Linked DNA regions of Sus scrofa: regions 2, 3 and 4 are each linked to region 1. Evidence: chromatin contacts called from public HiChIP or PLAC-seq data. All regions are on one chromosome and are shown on one strand. The core of a region is the stretch at or near the end of the contact, and the rest is flanking DNA. Distances in the headings are between cores, read along the strand shown. Region 1 overlaps RBPJ (recombining binding protein suppressor of hairless). Region 2 has its middle 37 kb from the start of RBPJ. Region 3 has its middle 21 kb from the start of RBPJ. Region 4 overlaps RBPJ (recombining binding protein suppressor of hairless).

Region 1 (7,824 bases), core at 3,773-6,272:
AGTACCAGAACAAAAATCATGCCACAGCTTATTTCATTTCTCAACAGCAAAGTTACATAAGAAAATTTAGGTGCCATCTTGAATATTTTATAGTCAATTAAGTGTTTATAAATTCAAAAGTGTGACAAAAGCTTTGAGAGGCTTTGTTCTGCACAAGGCAAAGTTAAAATAAAGCTAAACAAGAAGAAAAATTAAACCAACAACCTTCACACTCATACCGCTCCTTCTACTTAAGCAAATCTCCGAGTGCTCAGGGATGTGAGCCGTGGGTCTGCCATACTTTAAACAGCACTGCAAGTCAAATAAAGCCTCAACTACAGAACTATTCTATATCAGACAAAGTCTAGGAAAACAGACGTTAATATACTAAAGCAGACAGTCTCAGGGAACAAAAGCAAAATGTGTGTGCAAGTAAATGAAGGCAACCACACTCTAATAGCAAAACCTAAAATGACGAGACCACTTCATTCGAGTGTTAACATTAAGGGATATAATCTATTAACAGAAAAGAAAAAAAATAAAAAATAAAAAAAGGAGTTCCCGTCGTGGTGCAGTGGTTAACGAATCGGACTAGGAACCATGAGGTTGCGGGTTCGATCCCTGGCCTTGCTCAGTGGGTTGGGGATCTGGCGTTGCTGTGAGCTGTGGTGTAGGTCGAAGACGCGGCTCGGATCCCATGTTGCTGTGGCTCTGGTGTAGGGCTGGAGGCTACAGCTCCGATTAGACCCCTAGCCTGGGAACCTCCATATGCTGCAGGAGCGGCCCTAGAAAAGGCAAAAAGGCAAAAAGCCAAAAAAAAAAAAAAAAATACTGAAATTAACATAAATGATAAGATAGACTGGCAAACAGGAAAGGAAAAAGGAGCAGAGAAGATTGGGTCATAATACCTACAGTCAAAGAGCTGTATTGTGTTTGGAAAAAGCAAAACATATATATATCTCCTTGGAAGCAAAAGAAATATATCCCTAATTACAAAAGTGGGTAGTTCGAATCCACATACACAAAAACCGTATCTGAGGTAGCTTTATTAAACTTATTACTTTTTAAAAAATCATAAAGCTACTGACCAAACTACTCAAATTTCATAAGAACAAAAAAAGGAAAAATCAGTGACTCAGAAATACAGTTTTCTTATAGCTATAAGAAACTAAGTAAATAAAAACTGAAGTTACATTTGCTTCATCCTACTAAAAGGCTATTCGCTAACAAAATTATAGAACAGAAAATGGCAATAATAAATCTTTCTATAAACAATAAACAATTTAACTTAAAAACAACTTTTTGAAGACAGTATCTTCAGGCAGAAAAATATTTGCCCTGAAAGGAAAAAAAAGAGATACCAGACATAATGCTACAGAAGGATTATAGAAATATTTGAATTGTAGAATCTGAATTATAGAAACAAAACAATACTAGCAAGAGAGGGGTAGGGAATGTAATTCTTAAAAATACAAGTGTGCTAATTAGGGACAGCTTAACTAGCTCCAACTATCTAAGATACTCAAATTTGAAGGAGGTTCCTATTAAGCTCCTTACTTATTCTCAGAGCTCATTATCTTCAAAATGACTAAAACTGAATTTAAAAGTTTAAATCCCCTAGTTGACCACCCGTGACTTTGCCCTCCAACTCCCATCTCTAGTGTCAACTACAACATGGCAAACACTGAGATAGTCACAGAGATTTAATGAATGAGAAAATATTCTCTATGTACTATTCATGTGGTCATTGAGATCAGAACTAACCATTTTTCAATTTTTAATATCAGAAAAGAGAAAACATAGTTAATGCTAAGTCAACGAAGAACTATTTTGAATACTTAATATTTAAGCTGAAATGAGACTGCTTTCTAAATTAAAAAAGTACAGTTAGTAAAACCAATTCATAAATTTTATCCTCTCACAAATTAATCAAAGAAAATCTCTGAAAGTTTGAGTAAAGCTAATCATGGCTATTCCTGTCTACATAGCATAGCTCTGCTCCACGTTGAAGCTAAGTAAAACATTTATGATCTTTATAACCTGTGATATTTTGCTTCCGGTATAAGACTAAGGTTAAACAAGTGGAGGAAAGCATCATTAAACTATGTGTTTTCACTGCTGTTTGAATACCGTGCGCTTGTCAGATGAATGAGCAATTAGTCTCTGAAACTTATCACTGGCTCCCAATAGAAATGTGATGACACAGCTGAGGAAGCTGACTGAGTGGCACCGTTAGATGTCAGCAGCTCTAGCTCCACGAATCACAACCAGACCACAGCTATTTGAGAAGTTTATTTCTGGTTCTGATTCATATATTCAAGAAAGTGCTATGAATAGGCATAAAAGAAAGAAATCACCACTACAAAAACGAGTAAGAAAACTACATTCTGGTACCATGGTGCTCTTCACAAGGAACCAGCAGAGTCTTAATTTACCTTTCCTTCCAAGTTCAGCTGTTGCATTTCCTGGTCACTATTTCCTATTCCAATAAATGCACATGGTTGAGACTCTTGTTCAGAACAACCATCCCGTTCCATTTGTTCTTTTTTTTTCTTCCATCCACTGCCCATAAGATACACACAAGGAGGAGGGCAAAAAAACCTGAAACAATGGGGGGAAAAACACAATGCAATTACATTCAAGAAAGCATTTCCTTTTCTTGAACATTTTGTGAATACAAAATCATGCTGAACTGCAACAAGTTAACTCCTCATGAAACATTTTGATGAAGTCTTCTGTAAAGCATACAGCTATGCCACAGCACACAGATCAAAACCTCCCCTTCCATTTGTTAGGTAAGGTTCATCACATTGACGTTATGCATTCACTTAGCCTAGGTATTTTTTAGAGCAAGGACACATCTCTTTAAATTTTCACATAGCTCAGAGTTTTGAACTACTACAATTCAACAAATTCAACATACTCTACTGTATTAGAAAATATGGTATACCACCACAGAATCAGCAATTACTGATTAAGTTCTACTCAAAATGATGTACTGCTGATGATATTCTTGGTATGGATATTATACTTTGGTAGTTAACCTGGAAAACACAGCAATGCCCAAAGTAGAAAATTAATACAACTAGGTAAAAGAATTAAAAGCAAAATGGGTCACTGGGATTAGTATGTTTTATTTCTTCTATCTTGAATGCCTAATGCGGCCCCTGCCTCAGAGAATACACTGTATCCTTTCAATTCATAGACAAGCAACAGATCCCTTTTGCTAGCTGTCAAGAAATCTGCCCTCAAAAATTCTTCCCAGTTAGAATAACTTCCTTAGAATCTTCTCCTTGCAATTACAAAATATCTATTTCAAAGCACAGTTCAAGCCCCACATTTTATATAGTCCAGACCATCAATCCAGTCCTTATGTAGGGTAAAATTCTTTTGCCCAATTACATAGACTTACTAATATTAATATTTATTTTAAAACATTATGCCATGTCTCATCAAGGGGCCTGAAAACTCAAATATCTACTCAAATAGTAGCCAAATAAACTCAAATAGTCGCCAAGTAATATAAATGAGTGCACTAAGTGTGTAACAAATGAGTAGGAATATCCTTTAACTACCCAAAGAAGTAGGTCCCCTCATGGTAATTTCCACTTTTTGTATTAAAGCATAGAAAAAAATTTCTTAATTCTTTTAAGCCTTAAATTTTTTAAAGAAAAAAACCCCTTAACTGCAATGATAATCAGCCACAGGTGTGTGGCTCTGATGACAAGGACACAATTGAGAATGGCAAGTGTGTGAGTAGACACCCATCCACTCACTCACATGGCTGAACTATGGACATGGGGGCCTAGCACTGGTCACATCCTCCAACTTTCCAACAGACACCTGAAATCAAATTTTACATGAAATTTCTAATTTTAAAATATGACAACTAATTTATACTTTTTAGCACTTCTTAGGTCAACAACATACAGACTTAAAAAAATAAAACAGAAGAAGAATTACACACATGCATATGTGTGCATATGAACACACAGATGCCACCCTGTTGGATTTAGCTCTCAGGCACCCCCCTAAAGGTAGTAGAGTGGTATCTACTTGTTTGCTTTCCCCTCAGCTTCTATTACAATATTGACTGAATTGAATCGAAATACATGATAGCACTTAGTTTTTGCTCAACTCTACCAAAGACTACTTTAGAGACACTCTACATACAATTTATCAATTCATAAGAAGGGTGGTTTTATATTATTCATTAATTCACAAAAATTATTACATCCAGAGTTTCTGTTGTGGTTCAGTGGGTTAAGAACCTGAAGAGTATCCATGAGGATGCAGGTTCAGTGGACTTGCTTAGAGGGTTAAGGATCCAGTGTTGTTGCAAGCTGCAGTGTAGGTCGCAGATGTGGCTTGGATCTGTCCTTGCTGTGGCTGTGGTGTAGGCCGGCAGCTACAGCTGTGATTCAACTCCTAGCCTAGGGACTTCCATATGCTGCAGGTATGGCCCTAAAAAAAAAAAAAAATTACATCTCTAGGCTGTACCAGTCACTAGGAATATATTTAAAACAAACAAAAATTCTTGCTCTAATGGAACTCATACTCCAATAGGAAAGACCATTTTAAAAAGGTAAATGACTAAAATAACATATACTCTGTTAACTGACGGTAAGTACTAAGGGAAAAAATAAAGTAGGGAAGGGGTACTTAAAATGTAGAAGAACTGGGCAGTCAGGGAAAGCTTCTTTAAGACATGACACTGAGTCACGACCTAAAGCCATGGGTATCCAGGGTGAGAGCATTTCAGAAGAAGGGCAAAGGCTCCAAAGTAGGAAGGACTACAGTGGACAGAAGGCAAACAACAGACCAGTGGCTGGAGGAGGATAACAGGAGACCAAGCCAGGGGTAATGGGGAAGCAGACCAAGAAGGCCAAAGGGGTCAGGGTGAGTGAGGAGGAAATCCTGGGGTCATCTCATATTTATCTAAGCCAACAGAAAGGTATCGAGGAGCTTTCATGGCTGTGCATACTCTCTTTGTGGCTGTGGATACCGAGGTCACGGCCGAGGTAGTGGGCTCAGCTCCAGGTCACTCTAAGTTTGGAGGGATGCCTGGATTATCGGCTAGTTCTGGAGTTGGATCAGTTCAAGTCTACACCAGGGATCTTTCTGGCCTCTAAAGCTGGAAACACCCAATGCTTACCATGGCACAGACTCAAATACCTAGCTGGCACACGATCAGGAAGTTGAGAAGGCATCAATTTTGGAAACTTGTCTCCTATTACTATTTCATTGAACACTGACAGATGATATTAGGACATCTTAGTAAGCTGGTATACTGGCTATAAAATTCAAAGAGCTGTGTTTTAATACAGTGTACCAAATGTAGTACTCAAATCTCAGCAAGCTACCGTAAAAGACACTTTCATATTTAAAAAACAGAAAGAGGGCTAAAACTGTAAAAAGGCTCCGTAGTGCTAGTCTTCTCAGGAGTACTGTGATAAAACAGCATGAAACCAATAGGACATAAAATCAGGTCGACAAGAAATTCTTCGCCACTCTAGACACTGACCGAGGTTCTATAATTGAAAATGCTTTCCAATCATATAATAAACTTAAGAAAAATGAAGATTCTTCAACTGCCTCTGAACTAGTCTTACTTTTATATCAACTTTTGACTATTTGAGAAAGTTGTGATTCAAGAAAACAGCAAATCCAATATAAACATTAAGATAATTTCTACCGTGCAATGATGAAATCATATTTTAAACACCCCTATATGGCCACCCCCTAAAAACTAGCTAATGAATCAACTCTTCATTTCCATAGGCTTCAGAAATAATTTAATAATCAAACCAAAGTTAAGATTCAATACAAAAAAACTACAAACAAGAAAAAAGACAAAAGAAAGGAGGGAGTTCCCTGGTAGCTCAGTGGGTTAAGAATCTGGCATTCTCATTGCTGTGGCTCAGGCCACTGCTGTGGTACAGATTCAATCCCTGGCAGGGGAACTTCTGTATGTGATGGGTATGACCAAAAAAAAAAAAAAGAGAGCGAGAGTGAGAGCGAGAGAAAAGAGGGGGGAAAAAAGGAAGTTAAAGGGAAAAAGAAAAAAATGTCAATTAACCAAAAGTAAAACAAAATACACCCTTACAATAGCATGTGAATCAATTTTCTTTTTTAATTTGGACAGTTGGTCAATATGTACCAAACACTCAGTGAAAAGTCTGACCATCAAGAGGTCAACTTTCAGAGTTTAACAGTTTCTAAAAAAGGATATTTTAGGAAACAATATGCCTTTATTTTCTAATCTTTCCCAGTAGCTCCATCTAATAAACTGTGACAAGCAATGCTTTTTATCGGCCACTTGGTGGCGTTATGCACACATTTATGATTTTAATAATTTCCTAGTTCAAACAATCACTCTTTATTTTCGGTGATTCAACAACTTTTTCCCTCAAATTTTGAGATGAAGTCTGGAAAATACCTTACAGACTCAAAGAAGCTTTTTTATTCAGCCCAATATATAAGGTTAGACAAAAATCCAAAAACATCATTTGCATTATCTAACTTTCTTGGCAGAATCATTACCCTTTGCTGATTATTCATACTTGCCCTGACACAAAGTTGAAGGAATGTTAATATGTCAAATGGCGTTTCCATATCTTTAATGGAAATTTTCTTCTAGACAAAATAATTTTTTTAAGTTTATTTTTCAATCTGGAAAGACCTTCTTCAATGAAAAAATAAAACTAACCATGAACATAAATGGGATACCAGATGAGTTACGCAAATAAATACTCATTATCAAGCACAAAAGTGAATACTGAGAACAATTTTAAATTTTAGGATAAAACTTCCTGACCAAATATTTCTAGCATCATTCATTGGAGTTACTTTGTAAGCCAAGAGGACTGTTGTGGTCATGTCCCCAGGTTACCTCATGCCTAACGCCTTAGCAGTTTTTCAAAAAGGCCTGAATATGATCAGCAAGGACGAAAGCAGAGCTTCCTCTTTCCACTGCACTCCGCTAGGGGCTACAGGACAAGACCTCTTCCGGCAGGAAGCCTTACTAGTCATCCAGGAGGCTGGACTCTGTTAGCAGACCCTTACTAACACTATTAAAAACTAGAGTAATTTTAATAGGTTTCTACGTTTATTGTAAAACTAGTGCATGTTTCTTCTAGAAATTTTAATACATATGAAAGAGGTTATTCTGGCTTTTTCTTTTTTTTTTTTTTTCCCCATTTTTTGGAGTCAGAAGCTTAGATTCTTTGAGCTTTCCTTTGGGGTTTTAGACTGACCAGGCTATACCCAAATAATAGAAAGAAGCTGAAAATAAAGGCAATCATACAAAAGGAGAAAGTAGGAGATGGGTAAATTATGGGGCTGGGATTGACATATACACATGACTATATAGAGAACAGACAGGAATGAGGACCTACTGTATAACACAGGAGAATTTACGCAGTACTGTGTGGTAACCTACATGGGAAAAGAATCTAAAGAGGAATGGATATATGCATACGTATAACGGATTTACTTTGCTGTATACCTGAACTTACCACAACTTTGTAAGTCAACTACTTATCCCAATAAAAATTCTAAAATATAAAAAAACAAAGGCCATCATAATAAAAGATAACCATTAAATCACCTATTTTAACTTGATAAGCCACTACAGCTTTGTATTTTAACGCTTACTAACAAAGAGGAACCTTATCTGGACTATACTTTTTTGAATAGCTCTTCCCCTTCTATTATTTCCACCGGGCCTCAGTTATCCATCATAGTATTAAATGATATAGTGGTTTTTAAGATTCCCAACGAAGAGCCTTTTGCATAGTACCTGGGCTCTAACATTATCAGAAATGCAGAATAAATGAGGCAATA
Region 2 (7,824 bases), core at 3,924-6,423, 250 kb after region 1:
ACATATAATACATTATTAATTTTTTAAAAAATTTTCACTACTTTATTAGTTAAAACTGGCCAAATATTTGTGCATGATTCCCCCCCCCTTTTAACTGGAAAACTCTGTCTTTTAAATACTTAAGAAGTTTTAAGTTTTAGATTATTTTGACTCTGCGTGATTTATGTAATTATTTCTTTTCTTTAATTTCTTCTTTTAAAATTATTTTTACATTCCCTTTTTTATATTATCTTCCATCATGGTCTATCCCAAGAAACTGGATAGAGTTCCCTGTGCTGTAGAGTAAGAGTTCCTTGCTTAGCCATTCTAAATGTAATAGTTTGCATCTACTAACCCCACACTCCTCATCCATCTCGCCCCCCCCGCCCCGCCCCTTGGCAACCACAAGTATGTTCTTTGTATCTGTGGGTCTGTTTCTGTTTTGTGGATAGTGGTAACCACAAATCTTATCTCTTTTTCTAGGAGTTTGTTTTTGAAGTATAACTGACCAACAGTTAACTCATGTTACACAACATAGTCAGTCAATATTTCTGTACATTTCAAAATGATCACCATAAGCCCAGTTGTCCTCTGTCACCATATAAAGATATTACACAATTGTTCATTATATTTCCCACACTATACGTTTCAAGCCCGTGATTCATTTATTTTGTGATTGAAAATTTGTACCTTATAATCTCCGTCACCCATTTCTCTCTTCCCCCCACCTCTCTCCCCTCTGACAAACCTCTTCGTGCTCTGTTTCCAGGACTCTGTGTCTATTTGGTCATATTCACTTGCTTTGTTTTTAGATTTCACAAATAAGTGAATGAATACAGTATTTGTCTTTCTCTGGCTTATTTTCATCTTGGAGAGACAGCAGCGAGTGATGGCTTGGAGGGAGATCTTAATTTTCTGCTTAGGAATTGAACCTGGGCAGCCTGGTTGACATCCAGCAATCCCAGGCACTAGATTAACTAGAGGCTAAAAAACATAGAATCGCCCTGATTCTTGCCCCCTGTTGAAAGCAAGAATGTTTCAAGGAGGCAAAGACTGTGAAAACGGGTATAAAGTTTATTGTTAGAGTCCCAGTACAGCAGGTGGGAGAGCACACAGAGCAGGAGTTTATAAGTCAGAAGCAAAGAAGTAATACACACCCTAAAGACGAGTGTGGCTTCGGGTGTCCCCTTAGTGAGGAGCGGGCCAGAGAGGTGATTTAAATCCCTCATATAGGACAGTTCTTCTGGGTCTTTGTTTTCCTTCAGCCAATGATCTTGTTTTATTTTTCACACCTGGCTGGGCACAGGTCCCTCCCTGGTATGTGTGCGCATCTTTTGGCAGAGATGGATTCCGGAGCAAAGGGTGCTGGGATGGTATCAGTTCTTAAGGCCTGGTGCCCACTTCCTTTTTGACCCTAGAAGTCTTACTGCGCATGTGTAATTGGGGAGGTCGCCTTGACCCCAGGAGCAGTTGAGATGTTCATCTTATCTGTCTGAGTATATACATAAAGGAAGTAAGTCAGTACCTAAAAGGGATGTCTGCGCTCCCATATTCATGGCAGCATGATTCACAACAGTCAAGATACAGAGACAACCTAAGTGTCCATTGATGGATGAATGCATACAGAGAGTGTTTTGTATATAAACACATAATGGAAAACCGTTGTCTGAAAAAAGGAGATCCTGCCATTTGTAACAACATGGATGAACCTGGAAGACATTATGCTACATCAAATAAGCCATATACAGAAAGAAAACACTGCATAATCTCAAATATATGTGGAATCTAAAAGAGACAAGGCATTCCCATATGCCTCCGTAGGTTAAGGATGGGGCATTGGCACTGCAGTGGCTCAAGTTCCTGCTGAGTCATGGATTCAATCCCTGGCCTGGGGATGTTGTCATGAGCTGTGGTATAGGTGGAAGATGAGGCTTGGATCCTGTGTTGCTATGGCTAAGGCGTAGGCCAGCAGCTAGAGCTCTGATTCAGCCCCCAGCCTGGGAACTTCCATATGCCACAGGTGCAGCCCTAAAAGGCCAAAAAAAAAAAAAAAAAAAAAAGAAGAAGAAGAAGAAAAATCCCTGGCCTGGGAACTTCCACATGCCATGAGCAAGGACAAAAAAAAAGTCAAATACACAGAAATAGAGAGGAGAATGGTAGTTACCAAGGGTAGGGAGGTAAGAAAAACAGGGACACATTGGTTAAAGATTTAAAGTCAGGATGAATAAGCCTAGAGATCTAATGTACAGCATGATGACCATGGCTAATAAAACTGTACTGAAGACCAGAAATTTGCTGTGAGCAGATTTCAGATACTGTCCTCAGACACACAAAAAGTAACTATGTGAGAAGCTATGTTAATTAGCTTGGCTGGAGTAACCATTGCACAGTGTATATGTATATCAAATCATTACGTTGTACACCTTAAACATATACGACTGGATTTAAAAATATGTAAATGATGCGTTTATGATAAGCCAAGGCCAGTTGGCGTGTCGAACAAATGGAGACTTGACAGTAGTTTGGATGGCAGAATAGGATGGGAAGATTGAGTTCTCATGTGGCACACGATGTCACAAGCATGCCAAACTTGAAAGAACCCACGCTGTGACAGCCCAAACCACAGTCACAGTCTGTGCCGAAATTTAATTTCAGCAATTTAAAACAGCATTGTCTGCCACAGTAAATTAATACTGTAAGTTAAGATTTTGTCATGTGGTTTGTGCTTCATTTGTAAGGTTTCTTTGGCCTTATATGGCATATGAAGGCTATAAATCTAAGGAATTTTTTTTAATTTTAAAAGTTTATTTATTTGTTTTTCTTTTTTTATGACTGCACCTGTGGCACATGGAAGCTCTCAGGCTAGCGGCTGAACTGGAGTTGCAGCTGCAGGCCTACACCACAGCCACAGCAATGTCAGATCGAAGCCACATCTACAACCTGCACCGCAGCTTGTGACAATGCCAGATCCTTAACCCACTGAGTGAGGCCAGAAACTTGCATCCTCACAGATACTATGTCAGGTTCTTAACCCTCTCAGCCACAATGGGAATTCCCACCTGAAGATTTTTTTAAAAACTCATTTTTATATTTGCACCTGTTCAGGTGATATAAAAAATAATTTAAGTCAATTTTAGCACAGTGGTGGTGGTGGAAAAGCCACAAGAATTTTTTCTTCTGATAAAATGAATAGTACATCGTTCAAGTTTAAGAAGACCTAGTCTACTGCAGGGAATGCCATGAGATACGAGAATGTGAAAATACAGAGATATATAAATGGGGAAAAAAGAAAAGGAATAGCAGCAAGACCTTAAGCTTAAAAAATTAGGATTGAATGTAGGCAGAGAAACCTGAGGAACAGCCTCAGCCAGCACCATTCTAGAATGTCTTACCATCTGCAAGACAAGATGGTAAATCCAGGTAGATCAGTATGCAGTCCAAGTAGGAGGATGACACAAAAACAGACCACCAGGGAGACTTTGTGTAGTTAGAAGATTCAAGCACTCCCTCGGAAGAAGGACCAGCAGTGAGCACACAACCTCTGTGTTTTATCTATAGAGGTCAGACACGGGGGGCCTAACTTACCTATTCAAGAAGGTGGAAGTATAGATTTACTTTGATTCTTTCAAAGTAAATTTGCTTTGATTCTTTTAAAATAATTCCTCTGCCTCCAATGTTAAAGAAAAAAAATCCATGTGATGCTCAGGTAAAAATAGTCCATCCCAGTTAGACCATCTTGAGGCCAGGTATGGAACACCTGTGAGTGAACAGGTAGGTTGCCACTACACAGATGCCGGGTCCTCAGCAGCTCCACTTTGAAATTGTGCTGATGTGAGTATTTCTAAGTAACTCAGACTTACAATGCTATCAGATACCTCTAATAGTTGGAAGGAAATCAGAGTTCATAAAACCCAACCTATTGGCTTTTCTTTTCTTCTCTTTTTTGGCCACGCCCACAACATGAGGAAGTTCCCAGGCCAGGGATGGAACTCACGCCACAGCGGTAACCCAAGCCACAACAGTGACAATTCCGAGTCCTTAATGGGCAGGACACCGGGTTCCTCCCACTGTTGGCTTTTCAAGAGAGAAAAATGCGGTCCCCCACAATGTTACTCAGTCAAGATCATGGGCATTCATTATAGAGCAGACTTGATTATAGGAGTCCTGACTCCCAGCTCAGATCTCCTTTCGTGTAATCTTTACGCCCATTTTACTTAATGCTTATTCTTTAGGAAACGGCTATAAGCACAAAACGAATATGTAGTCATTTGGGGTACATTGAGGGTATCTACAGTCATTATGTATATTTGGATACAAGTCATCTTAGGCCCCTTTGAAATAATCCACAACAGGGCAGACTGGGAAGAAAGTCACTTATTTGAGGTCCTAATGCAGCCATTCATTGATTATTTGTTCACTTTACTTTCTCTGCGCCTTCATTTCCTCATCTGCAAAACGGGATGACTTCTTCATTGGACTAATATGAAGATACATCGAGACAACGTATCTGAAAGAACTTTGTTAATAAATCGCAGAGCATCGTCAGATATCAGTCCATAAGACAGCAGCGAAGTCATCAGAACAACTGCTAACAGAGCGCTTGAGATGGAGCGATGCTTGGGCTCAAATGCACTTACCAGATACGTAATTTCTGGCAGAGCTATTTAACCTTTTCTGTGCCTCTATTTCCTCATGAGAAATAGGGACAAGAATACTGTATATCTTAGGGTTTTGACGAGGACTACATAGATTAATTCCTATAAACTATTGTTCGGCACTTGGTGCTCAATAAATGTTAGCTATTATTTTCATCTTGCAAACTTGCTGATGGTGATTTCTGTTTCATTGTTGTAAATGTCTTCTTCATTGCTGTACTTGTGTGATACGTTAGAAGTCAGCAAACTTTAGTGCTTCTGGAAACCATAGATGGAACGTTTACACCTCTCCTGGGAATCCTTCCATTCTTAGGGCTGCAATAGGAGCAGCAGAGCCGCCTTCCAGAGCCAAATTGGCAACTAAACTCACCAGTTGCCCCCCTTCCCAAGCCCTGGCTGCCATCAATGGGAGCCTCGCGGTATGAGGATGAACCAGTATTTGCATTGACTTGGCTGCTGCTGTTGTCTGAAGGTCAGCAGGGGCCCCAGGCCATGCCACCCCTTGTAGGGATCCTGGCAGAGCACAAAGTCAAACAGGATCAGGGTGGGGCATGACTTGGCCCAGAGAACCTGTTGGCACCATCTCATGAGCGATGGGAACAGGGAGTGCCCTGGATGACTCAATGAGTGGCATGTTGCCCTCTGAGTGGCTGCCAAAAATGCCTCCCAGGCACCTGGTTAAGAGGCAGTTAGTACAGGGGTGGCTGAAATGCAACCCCTTCAGGGCCACTCCAGTTTCTCTCACACTTCTGTGCTGTGTGTGTATGGTTCTCTCTGCTTGGAGTAAATTCCTCTGTCTACCTGCTGGGCAAAACCCTGCTCTGAGCTCATCCTCTGAGTCCTAATTCAGCTGTGGGGAAACTTTCTGGGCTCTACTAGGCAGACCTAGGTGGTTGGGCAGCACACAAACTGTGCTTATATATGTCTTCCATACACTGATACTTAAATACTCCAGCTTATATACTTACATGCTCCAAGCACTATAGCACATTACAGTGGTTTGCTGGTATACAATTATGCCATTGGGATACCCACCAGCAGGATTTCCTCCAGCCCTTCACACAGACCCTGTCAAAGGGGTGAGACTAGAAGGGCCTGCCTCTATCTTAGGACCCTGCTTCCAGCCATAGTGAAGTGGACGCGGGGAGCCAGTCTCCAGATGGTTAGTGACTGCGATGTGGGCCAAGCCAGATCAGATTCTACTGGGGATTTGAATTGGGAGAGAAAATTCGGAGACTCCAGCAGTGAGCAGTAGGAACTGAAGGTGAAAAGTCATGACATGCAGAGAACCTGATACAGCGGCTGCTGTGATGTGCCTCTCAGATCCCACCCCAAAATGAAGGGTTTATTCCTCCTGCTGTTGGGAGTGCAGCCAGTAGACAGCCCTCAATTGTCAGCTCTCTTGGGCCCTTGTCTCTATCGGAGAGTCTCCCCTGTTCCTCACCCAAGATCACGCACCCTTCCCAGGGAAGCCCGTATCTGATGGCTCGTTGACGTGGAAACGGGGTCATTCTCTAGGGAAAATTTCATAGTACCATCTCAGCTTCAGAGTGACCTGTGAGGCTGGCTGAGACTTCGTCAGTTCCAGGGTGACCAGCTGCGTTGGTTAGCCTGGGCTATAGACAGTTCCAGGGATGTGGACCTTTCAGGGCTAAAACCTGGAAAGTCCCCAGCAAACTGGGACAAGTTGGTCATGCAAGTCGAGATGGCACTACAGCTCAGCTTCTCTCTTCACCAGTTCCATCCACTTCTTTTCTCTTCCACATGCGGGAATCCCAAGAGCACTAATGGACCTCTGTCTGCTAAGCTCCACCCCCGAGTCTGCTTCCCAGGGAACCCGACCTGTGACGGTGGAGAAGCTATGATGTGAAAGTTTAAGTTATGAAGCATTCAAAACTCTGAAGAAGCAGAAGCTACAAGACAGAGAAAAGGTATGTTATAGGGAGTCCAGATTTCCGTTGGTGGTGGGGCTGAAAAAAGCTGACATATAGGGGATAATAATCATGTCAATATCAGCCCTTGAGCTGAGGTTCCTAGTAAATACATCTTTTTTATTCTTTTATAATTTTTTTATCATAAACCGCAATGTTTTGTTTATCAGTTTACTATTGTATATTTCCTTCACTAAAATATAACTTTCTTAAAAGCTTGGACCCAGGTGACTGATGATTGATTAAACCCTGAAATGTTCTTTAAGCTCAAGCTTCATGAAGATTCCCCCATAATGCTGTCTGGCCTTACCTTCAGGCATCTCCACTTCCCATATTGTTCACTGTGTTCCTACAATGAACTTTTCACTTTTTTGAGATGGCTTGGATGGGGTTCTTATATTTGTATTCAAAAGATAAACATGTTGGGGAATTCCCATTGCGGCTCAGCGGTAATGAACCCGACTAGCATCCATGAGGATGCAGATTTGATCCCTGGCCTCACTCAGTGGATTAAGGATCCAGTTTTGCTGTGAACTGTGGTGCAGGTCGCAGATGTGGCTCAGATCCCTCATTGCTGTGGCTATGGTGTGGGCCGGCAGCTGCAGCTCTGATTTGACCCTTAGCCTGGGCACTATATATAAAAATATTTTCTATATCAGCAAGGGATTTGGCTCTTGGCCACAAAATCAACTCTGGAAATCTTAAGAAAAAGAAACTTACTGGCATGGTCTCTGGGGTTCTCAAAATCAAAGAAGACTCTATAAGAGCAGGGTTGGAAAACGGGCAAGAAGCAGAGGATCTGCCACAAGCATCATGTTGACTTGAACCTCCAGTCGTATGTGAGGTTCTTGCAACACTATCGTGATTCCATGTGCTGGGAGAGCATCTGCTTGGCTGGGCTTATTCATGTGCCCATCCTGTGGCTGCACCAGAAATGGAAAAGGGAGGCAGAGAGGAGTATCTAGCAACTTGGCCTTCTGTGTTGTGACAGAGAATGGCCCATCCCAAACACACACTGTTGGGGATTTCCCAGAAGAGGGAGTGATATGCTAAGAGGAAGTTGGGGTCTGGGGCTCAGAGCCAGAAAACAACAGATGTCCACTTCAGCGTCCGTTGCCTTCCTAGGCTAAAAGTGTTTAGGACAGGGACTATGAATTTCCATCTTTGTTTCTCAGATGCCTAATACCTGGCTCTCAATCGGTGCTTAATAGGTGTTTTTTAACGAAAGTGCTAAACTCTTTTGTTCAAAGATGATCTCT
Region 3 (7,824 bases), core at 2,058-4,557, 230 kb after region 1:
GTTGACATGTTAGAATAATAAACGCAGAACAGATATTTGCATTGGACCTCAGAAAGGGTGAGTGCATTTGTGGAACAGTAACTGAAGTGACGGGATTCTCAGGGGAGTTTCGTATTTACTCTGGGTGGGGCTGTGGACACCTAAAGGCACTTAATCCCTGCTCAGATCATACCTTCATTCCTACCTATTTGTCTGACACTATTTTTTTTTTTTTTTTTTTTTTTTTTTAGTGTTACCATTTACAGGTGACAAACACTGTTTTACTTCCAACCCATGGGGAGAAAAACTTCCATTGTAAACAATGACCTGGAGCAGTACTCAGCTTGCAAGGCTATGGTACTTATCACCCGGGGCATCAGCAGGACCCTGCCGGACACGTTTCTGTGCACAGCAACATGACAGCTAAAGCAACATAGTTACAGGGAGTTCCCATTGTGGCTCATCAGTAACGAACCTGACTAGTATCCATGAGGACATGGGTTCAATCCCTGCCCTTCCTCCATGGGTTAAGGATCCAGTGTTGCTGTGAGCTGTGGTGTAGGTGGAAGAAGAGGCTCAGCTCTGGCGTTGCTGGGGCTGTGGCGCAGGCTGGCAGCTGCAGCTCCAATTCGACCCCTAGCCTGGGAACTTCCTTATGCTGCAGGTGGGGCCTTAAGAAGAAAAGAAAAAACCCAACATAGTTAGAGATGAAAAGGGTGTCCTGCACTATTTTAAATCTTCTGGTGGTGGTTGTGAGGTTTTTAAATGCTAAAGGACTCTGAAATTCTGCAGAAAGACTCCACCCACTGCAACAGAGTCTAAAAGTTCAACATTTTTCTCAATGAAGGCACCCAAGACATATTTGTAAACCCTCCAGAAGACCTAAGGCAGAGAGCTCGTGGGCAGTTGATCCAGGGAAGGATCAATGGGTGTCGACAAGCTGGGAAGCACCGTTGAAAACAAGAAGATGAAATGAAACTCAGAAAAATGTAAACTACTGCATTTTATGTAAAAAAAAAAAAAAAAAAAAAATCCATTCCAGGGCGAGGGAGGCTTAGTAAAAAAGAATGAAATTGTAGCTGCCTGAAAACTCCCTGGTCGTATCGAATTAGGCCTGTTCCGTTTGCAAGGAGCAGTGACATCCATGAGAACAAGGACACTGTGGAAGGGTTAAGGAATAGGAAAGGCACACAGGGAACCACTTGCACCTGCTCTGTAGCCAGGCTGGTCTTCCATACGACACAGCATCTTACTTGGCGCTGGGTCAAAGGCCCCACCGCTAGCACCACTGCCACCAACAACAGCGTGAAACCAAACATATTGAAAACTACCCCAGACGTGTCCCCATTTCCTACGTCATCAGGAGGATCTTGGTAGCTCAGCCTAAGAATTGACTTACTCTGTTTATTTTTGCATTTCCTTTCCTGGGATTTTGAGGACCATGTCTACTTTAGACAGTAGGGGTGTTAGAAAGAAATGAGACTGTTCTTTCCTCTTGCCCTCTTGCCCTCTTGCCCTCTTGCCCTTTATAAAGAAATCAGAGCCAAGAAAGCATTGGCAATTTTGTTAAAATTTTGAGCTGAATCTTGCAACTTGTTTGTACCTATTATGGAAGTGAACTTATTAAAAATTCAAGCTATGTGAGAACTTAATAGATACTTTGCCTGCTAAAAATGTTGTTTATTTTATACCCACTGAAATGTAATGCCCAATAAAGCCTTCATCTTATCATTAGGTATTTTTCTGTAACAGCGGTTTTTGAATCTTTTTAGTGTGAACTTAAAAAAAAAGAAATCTTAAAGACTGCTATTATTGTGTAACAAACCACCTTAAACCTAGTGGCTCTCAAAATTACAATTATTTATTCTTTCATGATTCTGCCATTTCTAGAGGGTTTGCAAGGAAAACTTCATCTCTTGCTCCGCATGATGTCAGATGCAGGGGCTGAGGGAGCCACTTTCAAGGTGGCTTCACTCATGGGGCAGGGGGCACAAGTCACCCAGGGTCGTTTGTCGAAGAGCTTTGGCTTTTGTGGGAAGCCACCGGAGGGGTTTTTTTCCTTTTTTTTTTTTTTTTTTTTTGTCTTTTTAGGGCCGAACCCGTGGCATATGGAAGTTCCCAAGCCAGGGGTCGAATCGGAGCTACAGCTGCCGGCCTACACCACAGCCACAGCAACGTCAGATTGGAGCTGCATCTGTGACCGTGTAGCTCAGGGCAATGCCGATCCTTAACCCACTGAGTGAGGCCAGGGATCGAACCCAACATCACGGTTCCTAGTTGGATTCGTTTCCGCTGCTCCAAGACCGGAACGCCCACCGGATGGTTTTGGGCACAAGGGTGACATGATAGAACTTAGTGTTTATAGGATGGAGTGTAAACTAAAAAAGGAATGGGCTGAAGTTCCCTCAGTGGGATCTGCGGCATCTCTGCAGCTCTGGAACAAAGGTTCTATCCCCGACCGGGCACCGTGGGTTAAGGATCCACAACTTTGGTGGCATCAGTTGCAACTGTGGCTCACACCTGATCCCTGGCCAGGGAATTCCGTATGTCAGGTGGCAGCCAAAAAAAAGGAAAAAAGAAAGAGAGAGAGAGATGGATCGTCAAAGGTGGGGGCAGGGGGGCCAGGTAAGAAACGATGACTGCGACCCAGCTGAGAGATAATAGTGGCTTGGACAAACGAGGCAGCAGGGGGAGACGTTGTGGCTGGATTTGGATTAACAGTCATCTATTCCTGAGCTACATGAAATTAATTGGGGTGCAAGTGCAAGGTCGTCATCAACTAGACAGATATTTCTTGATCATCTCTTCTCATCTTGTGCCTTCACAGTGCAGGCAACCCGCTAGCCACTCAGGCACTATCTGTAGTTTTGACCTGAACGATGAACTTCGCTCAGCGGGTAAAGTCGCTGGGCCTCTCCTCTGATACAGATGTGACCCTGATGAACAGTGTGCAGCTGAGACCCTTTCAGGGCAGAGCCCATCATCCCCAGCCGGGAGCCTCCCACCCCCGGTGAGAGTATCTCCCCTACAAGGGGCAGAAACCCAGTGATCTTCCCCCACATCGCTGCCCCGTGAGGGCTCAGCAGACAGGGTTGAACTGAATTGCATCCCAGCAGCCCCCGTGCAGGTTGGCGTGATGCAGAGTGATGCCTAAGAATAGATCCAATTCTTGGAGGCCTCTGAGGGCTGGCATCGTCTCCTGGGCTCCGTTTGGCTTTTCTCTTTTCTCTCTTTCCCCCTTCGGGGAGCCCCAGTGTTCTGCAGCTGTTACATCAGCCGGCTCCCCCCGGCTGCCGGATGAGCAGAACAAAAGCGGCAACTGGGTGACTCTTCACATCTGTACTTCTCATAAGCAAACAGAACAGATGCCCTTAGCAACGGGGGCTCTCTGGCTCGGGGCAGGGGAAATGTACCCTGAAGGGGGAAGTTTCCCTTCTAAGAGCTGACAGAGCCACTTAGTAATGGCAAGAAACATCATGAAACAGAACATTAAACTTTCATGAACTACAAAACCTCGGAGGTTTAAGCTGCGAGTCAACAGCGAGGCTCTAATCTATATAAACAGTTGGCATGCAAATGCCGGCGTAGCTTTGGGCCTTATTTGGTTCCTGTTTTTCACTGCCTCCCTCAGGAGAGATGGCTGTGAAGGCAGAAAGAGATGCTGTGGTTTTCTTCTGAACTCAGGGGTAGGGGAGCACTTCCTAGGAATTCCTTGGCACGGGCTGGTTCCCAGTCTGGCTTTCTTGGGTTCTAAACTTCTTGCCTCAGCTTGGGGGGGAGGGCAGTCAGTCACATGGGGGGGTGGAGGGGAGAGGGAAGAGGATGGTTCCACCTGCTCCCTTCTCTCCCCAGAAGACTGTCAGCCCAGAGCCCAGCTCAGAGTGAGACAGAGAAGGGCTGGCATGGGAACACCCACTCGCTAATAGCAGTGGCAAGTAAAATGCATTAGTAACTGTGGGCCCGACAGGCCTTGTTCTTTTATTTAATTCTCACAGCAATGCTGTAAGGTAGGTAGGATTATAGGGTATTCATTCATTCATTCATTCATTCATTTTGCTTTTTAGGGCCACCCCTGGGGCATATGGAAGTTCCCAGGCAAGGAGGCAAATCGGAGTTAAAGCTGCAAGCCTACGCCACAGCCACAGCAATGCGAGATCCGAGCCTCATCTTTGACCTACACCACAACTCATAGCAACTCCAGATCCCTGACCCACTGAGTGAGTCCGGGAATCGAACCTGTATCCTCATGGATACTAATCAGGCTCGTTACTGCTGAGCCGTAATGAGAATTTCTTGTTTTATAGGCAAGGAGACTGAGGCTCAAGGTGGAAGTCAGTTGCCCTGGGTCACAGAGGCAGTCAGCGTGGAGCCAGGCTTTGTTCTGGGCAATCTTATTCCTAACTGCAGATTCTTCTAGGTCAAGCTACAACTTGCCTGACTCATTTTTTGAAAGGAAAGAGGTGATGAACTGCTCGGCGATGATAAGGAAAAAGAAACCAGGAATTTTCCTTCTTATATTATAATCCTATTCTGCCATCCTCAAATATTGCCAACATGTGTGTGTGGTGGTGGGGAGGGCAGTTGTGCCTTAAGTTCTGTTGGACATGCATGTCTCTGCATGTCTCTATTTCTGGCTCCACGGTTGGCCCTTGACCCAGACCTTGTTAATCAAAACACCGTGACTAGTACATGACCAAGTCAGACCAATCAGAGGCAAGGAGATTAGATGGAGGGCTTTTGTTTGAACTGTAGGGAAGTAGTTTACTCTTTTCTAACTGTGAGCCAGGGAGGAGGCATCTCCTGCCACGACTGGCAGCTGTTTTGTGACCATGAGTAGAGATCAGCCTGAGAAGGGAGTTAACACATCAAGGACGGCTAAGTCGACAGAGTGACACCAGAACCTGACCTCACCCTTTGAGCATCTGACCCAAGCCATGCACTCTTCAGTTATGTGTGCTCAAAAAAACCTCATTTTTGCCGATGTCAGTTTGGGGCAGGTTTCTAGCTACTTGTAACCAAAAGAATCCTAATGGATACATGAAGCCTTCTGTGAACGTGTGGTTGGTGCCACAGTCTGGGCTGCGACCAGGCAATTAAAACAGCCCCTTGACCTTGGCTCAGAGGCTTGGGGAAAGCTGCAGGGCCTGGGGCGGGAATGTGGATCAGGGCCATGGGGACGGTATCAGCAAATCCTAGTGTGGCCTTTACCAAGTATCAAGTACTGTTTTAAGTGCTTTTATCCATATTAGCCAGTTGAAGTTACCATGATGGCCACTTTTTAAAAAAATGGGAACCAAAGGTACAGAGAGGTTGGAGAATGTATCCAAGGTCACACAGCTCTTAAGTCAGGAGGGTAGGGGAGCTCTGGTGCCTTTCCCCAGCTCTAGCAGGGAGCCTGCCCCCCCCCCCATAGATGCAGAGGCTTGAATGATCAGGGTGGGGTGGGGGGTAAGCACTGTGCTTCCCCATGCCAGCTTCCCCCGTGAATCCCAGCTCCCCTTAGCCCCAGTCACCAAGGAACAGCTGGTGTTGAGTCCAGCTGTGAGCCAGGCATACATAACGTGCATTTATTTATCAAAACAATCTTATAACAGAGGAATGATTATTCCTCCCATTTTCTAGGTGAGGAAATTGAGATTCTTTGGGGGAACACAGCTAGTATGTGTTAGAGCTGGAAACTGGGAATTGGGGCTCTACTCCTTGTGGACACACCCCTCGGGCAGCAACCATCTCCCTAACGCCCTGCTGCTGTGATGTGTTCCCTTCTCTTGGAATCTCAGGTACCGGCAGTTGCCTAATACGTCCCTGAGCTGGACCAGCCTGATGGATGTCCTGGCTTGTGGACTATTACTCTACTGTCCTGCAGGCCTACCTCCCTGTCCCATTCTGGGTTCAGGGTAATCTCAGGTGGTCCAGCTTTTTGCCTGGCTCTTCAAGGAACTACTAAGCCTCACACTTTGACTCAACTCCTGCTATCAGTAGAGGCTGTGCTGTGCACTTGAGTTCTGACTCACGGGTTGTTGAGACTGGCCCTCAGGCCCCATCTCATCTTGTCCTTTGGGGCAGGATTGGGGCATAGAGGAAGAGGAGGAAGCAGGACGGCTTACAGGCTGTGCTCCGAGTGTCTGCGAAATGGCTTGAGGTGTTCCAGATGGGTCACTAATACGAGGTGGCATCTGCCCCTGGTCCTGGAACTCACTCTGAACGTGATGGTTTGTCCCTCTGGTAAGACTCAGGATTCCAGAGTGGTGATCTTTCCTTGGCTGCGCCTGGTGGGGATTAGCACGCCCAGCTAGCTCTTGATTATCTGTGGGAGAAGCAAGAGGATGGGACACTGACATATCCAAATAACCTTGGAATTTATTCTGGCCAACAGCTCTGAAGGTCTCCTGTTGGACCTCTTTCCAGAGCAGCTACTGCGAAGTCAGATCTATGGACTTGGCTTTCAAACCCTTTCCTTTTTTCTTCCCTCCTCTTTTTTTTTTTTTTTTTCCCTGTGAGAGAGAGGCCTCCAGTTATGGGTAAGGAATAAGAGGAGCAACAAGAGGATCGATGCATCAGAATAATCTGTTGTGATTAAAATCCAACTCCGACTGGCTTCAATAATGGAAGACATTTATTTAGGTATAAGAATAACTAAAAAGTTTGTGGATTGGGATGACATCAGGTAACGTTTGCTCCAGCAACGAGGAGATGTGCACCAGAACCCCATTTCTCTCCTTCTGTATCCCACATCATGGGCTTTATGTTAATTTCACATGGTGGTCCCCTGGTTCTTCCAGGCACTTGCTTCATGCTAGCCAAAAGCTACAAAGTGTCAGATCCCACTCTCTCTGAAAGAAGATATGGTGTCTTTTTTTGCCTCTTGTTATGACCCTTTTGAGCCGGGCCCCAACAAGTGTCCTCCTGCCCAGTGTTGCTTGCACCAATTGAATGAGACTGAGTTTGGTTCAGAAACAAAAGAAAGCTTTATTTTTGGATCAGATAATGGAGAGGTGCCAGCTGTGCTCTAGAGCACATGATTTCCCTGACAGGTGGTGGCGGGGCTGCTTAATATGCCCCTGGGGGGAGGTGCTAAGCCACCTCTGCACCCGGCCCGCTGCCACCGCCATCTTGGATTGAGGTGTGTGTGCAAAGCCTCTACACACAGCCCACCCCACTGAACTGCACTGCGTTGGGAGCTGCAGTTCTGCACTGGGAACTCTAGCCCAACTCGAGGCCTCTGCATACTGCCCCCTACAGGCAAGTGAAACTAGACTAAGCACAAAAGAAGAGATTAGATCTCAACTTATCACCTAGATTCCATTTTATGCTCTCCCCACCCCCCGTGCCCCATGGACCCCACTAGGCTTTGCTTTGAAAAATCCCTCCTCTGTTTTCCATCTTGCTTCTCATTCTCCAGGGACAGTGACTGCCGATGGTTTGGCTTCCATAACTGCTTCCTGCTGGGTTTGGGCATCATTGTCATAATCCCCGGGGGGAGGGGCATAGCTTCTCTCCAGCTGTCTTGATCTGTTTGATAGTCCCCAGGCCTCAGCCCTGACTGTAGCCCTGAACAACCAGCATTTGAAGTTTTATGGATTCTAACCTTTTGGAGGCAAGGGACACTGGACAATTTAAGATGTGTGACCTATGTATCAGCAAGAGGACCAGAGTTGTGAAAGGGCCCAGGAAAGGCAGAAACCGAGTGACACCAGGGAGGGCCTGTTTTACCCGATCCATGTTTGTTGGACACGAGATGAGACTGGCCGCCTTCTGTTAGCCAAGTTGCTTTTTCCAGTAGCCTGTGTGCACTTTCTCCAATCCGGCCACTTGCACTGACATAAAAACAACACGAGGTGTTGG
Region 4 (7,824 bases), core at 3,268-5,767, 150 kb after region 1:
AGAGCTTGCTACTCTGACACCTGTGGCTATATAAATGCGTCTAAGGAAGACTATTAGGGTGACATGGATGTGATCATGCAGGGTTTTCCTCCAGTATTTTAGTTTCTAGCACCACGCAGTCTCTCCCAGGCAGTCCTCAAATGTGTTCAGCAATGCTTTACTCACCATCTGGGGAAATTAACGTCCAATCAAGCACCAACAATCCTGAATCATAATCATTTCAGGATGTCAGATAGTGAAAAAAAAAGAGGCTGCCTTAATTCTTTCTGCAGTACATACGATACTACTTGAACATCTGGAGAAGGAGAAGCAGCTGCTGGCTCTGTATGTGAGACCTTGGGCAAACGATTTACCATTCTGAAGTTCACTTCCTTTCACTGTCATACAGGGAGAAGAATGCAAAACTTAGATGGTGTTTAGGAATGTGAAAACAATAGCCAACTTCTACCAGGTTTCAAGCATGCTTTTAAATCTTCACATGTATGAGTGTGTTTAAATCCTGATAAGGCGCCTGTGACATCAGGATGACAATTTACAGATGCTGGAACCAGGCACAGAGACATTCAAGCCTTTTGTTCTCAGCCATGCAATGGTGGAACGAGCTGCAGGGACCAGGTATTCAACTGCCACTCAGAAATGTATCTCTCATGATGCGAGTAAAGCACACAGTCAGTGGTCAGTAAATGGTCATGGCTGTTGTTATAAGGAGGAGATACCATATTTCTTGTTTAAGCATATTCAGTTACAAAATGACGGTTTCCCTGAGACTCCCAAGCATACAGATGATAAGAAAATCAGAGCTGATAAAGACAGACACTTTAAATATAACTGGATAAGGAATGACGTTTCCTTTTGGATTTCATGTTATAGACTTACAATGGGGATGATGATCTGTCATCTCAGTCAAAAAAAGGGCTCTGTTCAATAAAAATAGCAGTTCAAGCTAATTGCTTGGCTTAATTGTTTAGTTTTATTTCAAATAATCAACCTGTCAGTTCTGGCAGGCTCCAGCCTTATTCCTATGGTTTGGCGGTTCTTTTGGGTAGAAAATGGAGTTAAAATATTGATCTGGTTACTTCAATTAATACATTTGTAAATGGGTCACATCACTGAAGGGGCCGATTCTGCCATCTATGCATTTCTTTTGTTCAGAACTCATCACTTTAGCTGATGTTTATAAAGCCCACTTACACATTTCCTTGTTGGATATTGTCAGAGAGACTTGGGAGGGAGGGATTTAATTCTTGCCATGATCTTGGGGGCGAGGTGATAAAAATGACAGCCAAGTGGAACACCTTCCTCGAGGTGTCAAACTATATCAGTGGAGCTATTTTATTAGACTTCATTACAAGGTGGCAGAATGCAAAAGCTATGCTTGCCATTTTAATTTTACTATGAATATATTTGGTGGGCCATCCTGATGTTAGGACAAAAGCGGAAAGCAAATGACTCTGAAGAAAAAAAAGAAAATAGAAGAGAAATGAGCTGAATTTATTTGCAAGGAGATAAAAATAAACCATTGATTGCATCAGAAATAAAGAGCATCTGAAGAAACAAAAGAACATTTATAACAGCCCAGCTATGTGTGGGTACTAGGTCTGGTAGTTAGAATAAGGACTTATCCAAGGACTTACGCTTATTTCCCAGCATGCGGACATTCCTGGACCAGGGATTAAACTTCTCCCACAGGAGTGACCGGAGCCACAGCAGTGTCAATGCCCAGTCCTTAACCTCTAGGCCACCAGGGAACTCCATGATGACTTTTTAAAATCCACTTTACAGACAGTAGTATAGCACAGTCATCAAGTACATATATTCACCTAGACTATCTTTGTCCTAATCCGGTCTCTCCTTTACATTTATTTATTCATTTATTTATTTTAAGGTTTACTGAAGTATCGTGAATTTACAAGGCTGTGACAATTTCTGCTATATTATTTATTTATTTATTTTTGGCCATGGCTGCAGCATGCAGAAGTTCCCAGGCCAGGGATCGAACCTGGGCCATAGCAGAGACCCGAGCCACAGCAGGGACAACACTGGATTTTTAACCCACTGTGCCACCAGGGAACTCTGGTCCTATACATTTATTGTCTCATTTCAGCCTACTGTTCTTTTCCTACTATGATTATCTTGTAAGAAGATCCATACAGTATTGGTACTATCATTAATGCACATAGATGAGGGAAACTGATGCTCAGAGGGGTAAAATCCCTCTACGAAAGGACAATCAGCTAGTAAATAGCAGAAATGGGATCTGAAAGCAGGCTTGGTTACGCCTAAGTCTGTGCCCTTCGTGGTTACTTTTCTTGCTCCCGGTGAGGGGAACGTTTTGGTGCAGTGGAGTAAGATGGAAAAGTTAAGGGGCAAATACTTCTGGGTAGGAGGAGACCCAGGGGATGGGGTACAGTCTCTTAAAGGAGCCAAGGTCAGAGCAACCTGGTCAGTAGATGCTCTTGAGGGCCCAACAGAAGGCACAGCAACGGAGGCTGGCTGTGGAACTCTTCACCCATTTCTTTACCGTGCCAGGGTTCAGTCCCAGAGGTCCAAGACACTGACCCACTCAAGAGAGGCGCCTCTCTTTTCCCTCAGCTATTGCTTTTGTTTGTTTGTTTTGATTTGTTTGTTTTTACTGTAGCCCAACTCAACCGAAGAGCTGATGTGAGCACCACAAACAGCCCTAGAACTTTCTGCCCCATTCAGAAAAACATACCCCCCCTCCCACCACACACACCAAAGAGAAGAAAGGCAGAGAGTTTATTACATGTCTTTGAGGCTCCCTGACTCGTTCTCCGTCCCGCTGCCTAACTTGTTTTAATTTCTCCTAAGGAAGCCCGTGGGTATATGCTGATTTGCTTGGCTACAGTCATGGGTACTTTTTAGAAAAACAAAGCCAAGAAGAGCTCTCAAGCCTCCCTGACTTGCACCATGGGCCAATAGTTGTTTTATTAAGTGCTGATTCCGCCTGTGGAGCTGAGTTAATGGAGGTGGGGAAAAAAAGTCAGGGCCAAAACAAGGCACCATTCAGACGTAGGACTGAAAACATCAAGGTAACAGAGAGTCTCTTTACCCAGCCCTGCGGGGCCAAGTTCTATATGAATGAAAGGGGAGCGGCTGTTCAACATCCACCCAGTCAAGCTATTCATAGAGACTCAGCAAGAAGGAAAAGACCTATTACTCATGGCCTCCACCCCTGGCCAGCTTGAGATTATTCCCAATGGGAGAGATTTCCTTGCATTTTGTCCAATTGCATTTACAGATTTAAGTTTTTACCTAGAATTTTGTTGATTAGTCACATGTTGTGTCCTTGGGTGTTGTTTTTCTTCCCTGCTTTTTAAAAAAGGAGGACCGCAGAGATTTGAAGATGCAAATAAGAAAACATAGGCTCAAAATTAAAGACCCTTGTGATCCTGTTGGATAGAACAGCGAACTACATCTAGTCACTTGTGATGGAACATGATGGAGGATCATGTGAGAAAAAGAACGTATATTTACGTCCGAGTGGGTCACTTAGCTGTACAACAGAAATTGACAGAACACTGTGAATAGACTACAATGGAAAAAATTAAAATCTTAAAAAAAAACAACCTTCAAAATGTGAAATGTGAAGCAAAATATGAATTGGAAGGGGAAGTGAAAATACTATAAATCATCGCTATCAAACAGAAGGTCACTATTAATGACAGGTCTTGTGACAATGATATCTAGATAGGTACCTTGCTGGGATTCTTCCCCTGAACAGTGTGCCACATGTGGGTGTGAGCTTGTGTGTGCATGTGTGTGATTGTGTGTTCGGGTGTATGTTTTAGAAGGAATAACTGAAACAGAGACAGTCTGCAAAGCAGCAACTGGGGGAAATGGCAGAATTAGGCGGGATGGATAAAGTAGCCAAACAGAGTCTGCTGCTGAAATTACAACCAGATTGCCTCTGAAAAGCAAAAAGCAAATACGCTCAAAAAAAAAAAAAAAAAAAAAAAAGCAAATAAGCTCGAGCAAATAAACCCCTGTAGCAGATTCGCTTTCGCAAGTGTACCTGTGAGACGATGTCCAGATCCCTCCTTCCAGATGCGAAGCCGGGTGCGGAGGAGGAAGAGGGGGTTGATGCGGCTGCCGGAACTGGGAAGCCCTGAGTGGTCCCGGTGGCCTACTCACCACAGTGGGACCGACCCCGGGGTGAGACCTGCTGGGGAGGCCTGGAAACAAGTAGCAGTTCAGGAAACTGCTCTTGGCAATTCTCTTGGGACATTCGGGAATGAGAACGTGAAAGCAGCCAGAGAAGGGACAGGCCGGCGGGGAGACGTGGAGCAAAAGCGCTGACATCTGCCATCTATCAGCGGCACCCAGACGCTCCGTGACTAAAGCGAAGGCTGCTGTGCGTTTCTGGATTTTCCACATCACAAGCCGCAGATTCTGGGAGAGCGCCCTTGGAATGAGGTGGACATATGGTCCTGTACCCTGGGCCTGCTGCCTCAGATGTTCTGAAACAGCAGCAGCTCCAAGTGAAAAAGCATAAATGAATACAAGACCGTGCGAAACTCCGTTCCGCTCGGGTGGGGATGAAATTCATTCACGGTCACTTAGATCCTGATATAGAGGCTCATCTTGGGTCCTTTCCATGGAGAGGATGAATGTTAATAAGAATGATCATTGCTAATATTTAGTATTGCCTACTCTGTGCCAAGCCTGTTATTTGGATTATTTTATTGACTCTTCACAGCTACCTGCTGAGGTAGCCAATATGAACGTTCATCTCCATTTTTCCTAGTTCTTAGGTAACTAGCCAAGTCACTGTAGCCAGGACAAGGCAGAGCTGAGATCCAAACAGAAGGTCTTGCCTACTCCAGAGTCAGCTAACCACCTGGCCTGCAGGACTGAGGTTCTGAACTCACTAAGAAACTACCCAGGTCTTTGCAATGGCAAAGGAGACAGGAAAGAATTCAAATCTAATTACATGGCTGCCAGTCATGCAGGATCCAACCATCAGATGACTCAAATGAAATTTTTTTTTTTTTTTCTAACATTGCTGCATAAACATTCTCTACTCTGCTTTCCTGAGACAGAGACAGAGGGGAATCTTTGGGGCTTATGCCAAAGAGCCACTTCCAGGGCTCTTCCTTATGGTCAGTGAGGATTCAGCTGCCTTTCCCAGCCCCAAGGTCTCCGTGGTTCTGAAAAAGAAGTGATATTTGGAATGACACCTTGAGGCCCTGCTGGATTCTGGAGTGCCTCTCTCAACACGGAGGACTCATCATGGAATAAATTTAAATTCTCTTTGGCCTAGTTTTCTCTTAAAATCAGTTTTATTGCGCACATTCTAATTCTGAGAAAACTGGATGGCTGTGTATGGTATCCATGGCAGCCCCCACTTAAACAGAATATGAAATTTACCAGGCCACTCTGTGCCTCTGATATTCTAGATAAATGGAATTAAACACAAACAGAAGCACGTTAGCAGTCTTTTTAAGGCAACTACAGGAATTCTATGCCCATAGGGTCCTCGAAGGGTCAGACTGGGTCCTAACTCCACTCAGGCAGATAGAGCACCTGTAAAAACAAGGTGAGCTTGTCTCCCTATTTCAGAATAGTAAGATTTGGGTGGTTAGCTTCTTTAACTGTTCCCCCACCCCCTATCTTCATTGGATTGATTCAAATTAAAAATTTTTTTTTCTCTCTCTTAGTAGCATGGCAGTTGATTATATCCTACTTCTTTTTTTTTTTATCAGTGTTTGCCCTTGAGGAAAAAATATGAATAGGCTTATTTTTTTATAGCTATTTTAGGTTTCCAAAAAAGTTGATCAGAAACTATATAGTTCCTGGAGTCCTGTCATGGCTCAGTGGGTTAAGAAACCAACTGGTATCTATGAGGATGCCGGTTCAATGCAGGCCTTGCTCAGTGCATCAAGGATCCGGCATTTCGGTGAGCTGTGGTGTAGATCACAGACGCGGCTCAGATCTGGTATTGCTGTGGCTGTGGCCGGCACCTGTGGCTCCAATTCGACTCCTAGCCTGGGAACTTCCATATGCTGCAGGCATGGCTGCAAAAGGGAAAAAAAATAAAAGAAACTACAGAGTGATGTTTGGGGTTAGTAGATGCAAACTACTACTTCTAGAATGGATAAGCAATGAGGTCCTACTGTATAGTACTGGGAACTATATCCAGTCTCTTGGGATAGATTATGATGGAAAATAATACAAGAAAGGGCATATATATATATATATATATATATATATATATACACACACACACACATATATATATGTACGTGTGTGTGTGTGTGTATATATATATATATATATATATATATTTATGACTGGGTCACTTTATGTACAGCAGAAACTGGCACAGCATTGTAAACCAACTCTACTGTAATAAAAAAAGAAACTACAGAATTCCCATATATCCTCTCCCCAATAAGAGTCCTAGGTTCTCTTATTATTGTTTTGCATTGGTGATGTACATTTGTTATAATTAATAAACCTACATGGATACATTATTATTAACTAAAGTCCATAGTTGACATGAGACTTGCCTCTTGCTGTTGTATATTCTATAGATTTTGGTCAGTGTATAATGACATGGATTGCAGCATCATTTAGAATAGTTTCATTGTCATAAAAGTCCACTGTGTTCCACCTACTTATCCTCCTTCACCTCCCCCACCTCGGTCCCTAAATCCCTGGCAAACACTTATCTTTTTTTTTTTTTTTGTCTTTTTTTTAGGGCTGCACCTGCGGCATATGGACATTCCCAGGCTCGAGATCGAGTCTTAGCTACCGCTGCCGCACCTACACCATAGCCGCAGCAACCTGGAATCCAAGCCATGTCTGCAATCAACACCGCAGCTCACGGCAATGCTGGATCCTTAACCCATTGAGCAAGGCTAGGGATTGAACCTGTGTCCTCATGGATACTAGTCAGGTTTGTTACTGCTGAGCCACAATGGGAAGTCCAAACACTGATCTTTGTACTGTCGCTGCAGTTTAGGCTTTTCCGTAATATCATGTAACTGGAATCAGAGGGTTTATAGTCTTTTCAGACTGGCTTCTTTCACTTAGCTATGTGCAATTAAGTTTTCCCTATGTTTTTTCATTGTCTTTGAACTTTTTTTAAACAAACATGTAAAAAATTAGTTTTCCTACTAAAAATAATCAGTATCTATAACCCACCCCACTTCCCTATTACAAAGCAATGCATGTTCTTACTTCTGTTTTCCTTCACATCAGCTACCTCCAACCCAGATTTTGTTGAAATTTTGGTTCCAGGTAGGTATTAATTTTTTTGTATTATACCCCTTATATTGGAAATTTTTTTTCTTAATAAATGAAGCCTCACTACTCCATTGTCACCAAATGTTTAAACTTAACTCTATGTGTCCCTGTTTTTTTACTTCTCGCTTTATTGGATTCTTTGTCCTGGCTCCAATTTCTAGAGCTCTTTTTGGGACTGAGTGAGCAGAGGTGGATCAGGGGACAGGAATTCCTTTGACTCTTGGAGATGTAGCCAGACATAGACTCCGATCCTCCTGGACTGCTTCTGGAAAATTGGACTGCCCTGACTGGCATAAATTTAGCAAGCATGTATTAAGCAACGGCGACATGCTAACGCTGTGCTTCAAATGAAGCAATGTCACTTGGGTTCTGTCATCAAGAAAGTCTATACTCACTGCTGTGGATGAAAGATGGGGGTGGGTTGGGGAAGAGACAGGATAGTGGTAATTGGTGTTCAAGTCATACTCTCTGAGTCACAGAATGATGAAGATCAATTTAAGATAATTAACTAATATTAATACTAATAATATTAATCATTAACATTTATTGAGAATG

What was found. HiChIP or PLAC-seq counts read pairs in DNA pulled down with a chosen protein or histone mark.
Region 2: an H3K27ac HiChIP or PLAC-seq map of skeletal muscle shows a contact between it and region 1, with 4 times the contacts expected there. The contact joins two enhancer-like sites. A contact is called at or near these places in 2 of 47 Hi-C or Micro-C datasets (both in liver) and 2 of 2 datasets of contacts at active chromatin or transcription factors (alveolar macrophages and skeletal muscle).
Region 3: a contact with region 1 is called in an H3K27ac HiChIP or PLAC-seq map of skeletal muscle, with 5 times the contacts expected there. The contact joins two enhancer-like sites. A contact is called at or near these places in 1 of 47 Hi-C or Micro-C datasets (embryonic fibroblasts) and 2 of 2 datasets of contacts at active chromatin or transcription factors (alveolar macrophages and skeletal muscle).
Region 4: a contact with region 1 is called in an H3K27ac HiChIP or PLAC-seq map of skeletal muscle, with 2.7 times the contacts expected there. The contact joins two enhancer-like sites. A contact is called at or near these places in 1 of 47 Hi-C or Micro-C datasets (embryonic fibroblasts) and 1 of 2 datasets of contacts at active chromatin or transcription factors (skeletal muscle).

The regions. Positions count from the first base shown.
Region 1 is chr8:20,141,994-20,149,817 of Sscrofa11.1, reverse strand. RBPJ (recombining binding protein suppressor of hairless) reads right to left here. Exons shown (of 11, transcript XM_005666567.3): 4 at 2,415-2,580. Among named protein-coding and RNA genes, the nearest start is that of CCKAR, 54 kb to the left of the region's middle. Within about 2 kb of position 5,022, at least 6 of the 83 cell types and tissues checked have an H3K27ac peak or open chromatin away from gene starts, as enhancers often do. A contact at or near this core is called in skeletal muscle, where this site is marked.
Region 2 is chr8:19,892,545-19,900,368 of Sscrofa11.1, reverse strand. No RefSeq gene overlaps it. Among named protein-coding and RNA genes, the nearest start is that of RBPJ, 37 kb to the left of the region's middle. Within about 2 kb of position 5,173, at least 12 of the 83 cell types and tissues checked have an H3K27ac peak or open chromatin away from gene starts, as enhancers often do. A contact at or near this core is called in skeletal muscle, where this site is marked.
Region 3 is chr8:19,908,159-19,915,982 of Sscrofa11.1, reverse strand. No RefSeq gene overlaps it. Among named protein-coding and RNA genes, the nearest start is that of RBPJ, 21 kb to the left of the region's middle. Within about 2 kb of position 3,307, at least 33 of the 83 cell types and tissues checked have an H3K27ac peak or open chromatin away from gene starts, as enhancers often do. A contact at or near this core is called in skeletal muscle, where this site is marked.
Region 4 is chr8:19,988,249-19,996,072 of Sscrofa11.1, reverse strand. All of the region lies in intron 1 of RBPJ (recombining binding protein suppressor of hairless), which reads right to left. It overlaps LOC106504605 (a long non-coding RNA gene), which reads left to right. Exons shown (of 4, transcript XR_001298225.2): 4 at 389-1,290. Among named protein-coding and RNA genes, the nearest start is that of RBPJ, 59 kb to the right of the region's middle. Within about 2 kb of position 4,517, at least 10 of the 83 cell types and tissues checked have an H3K27ac peak or open chromatin away from gene starts, as enhancers often do. A contact at or near this core is called in skeletal muscle, where this site is marked.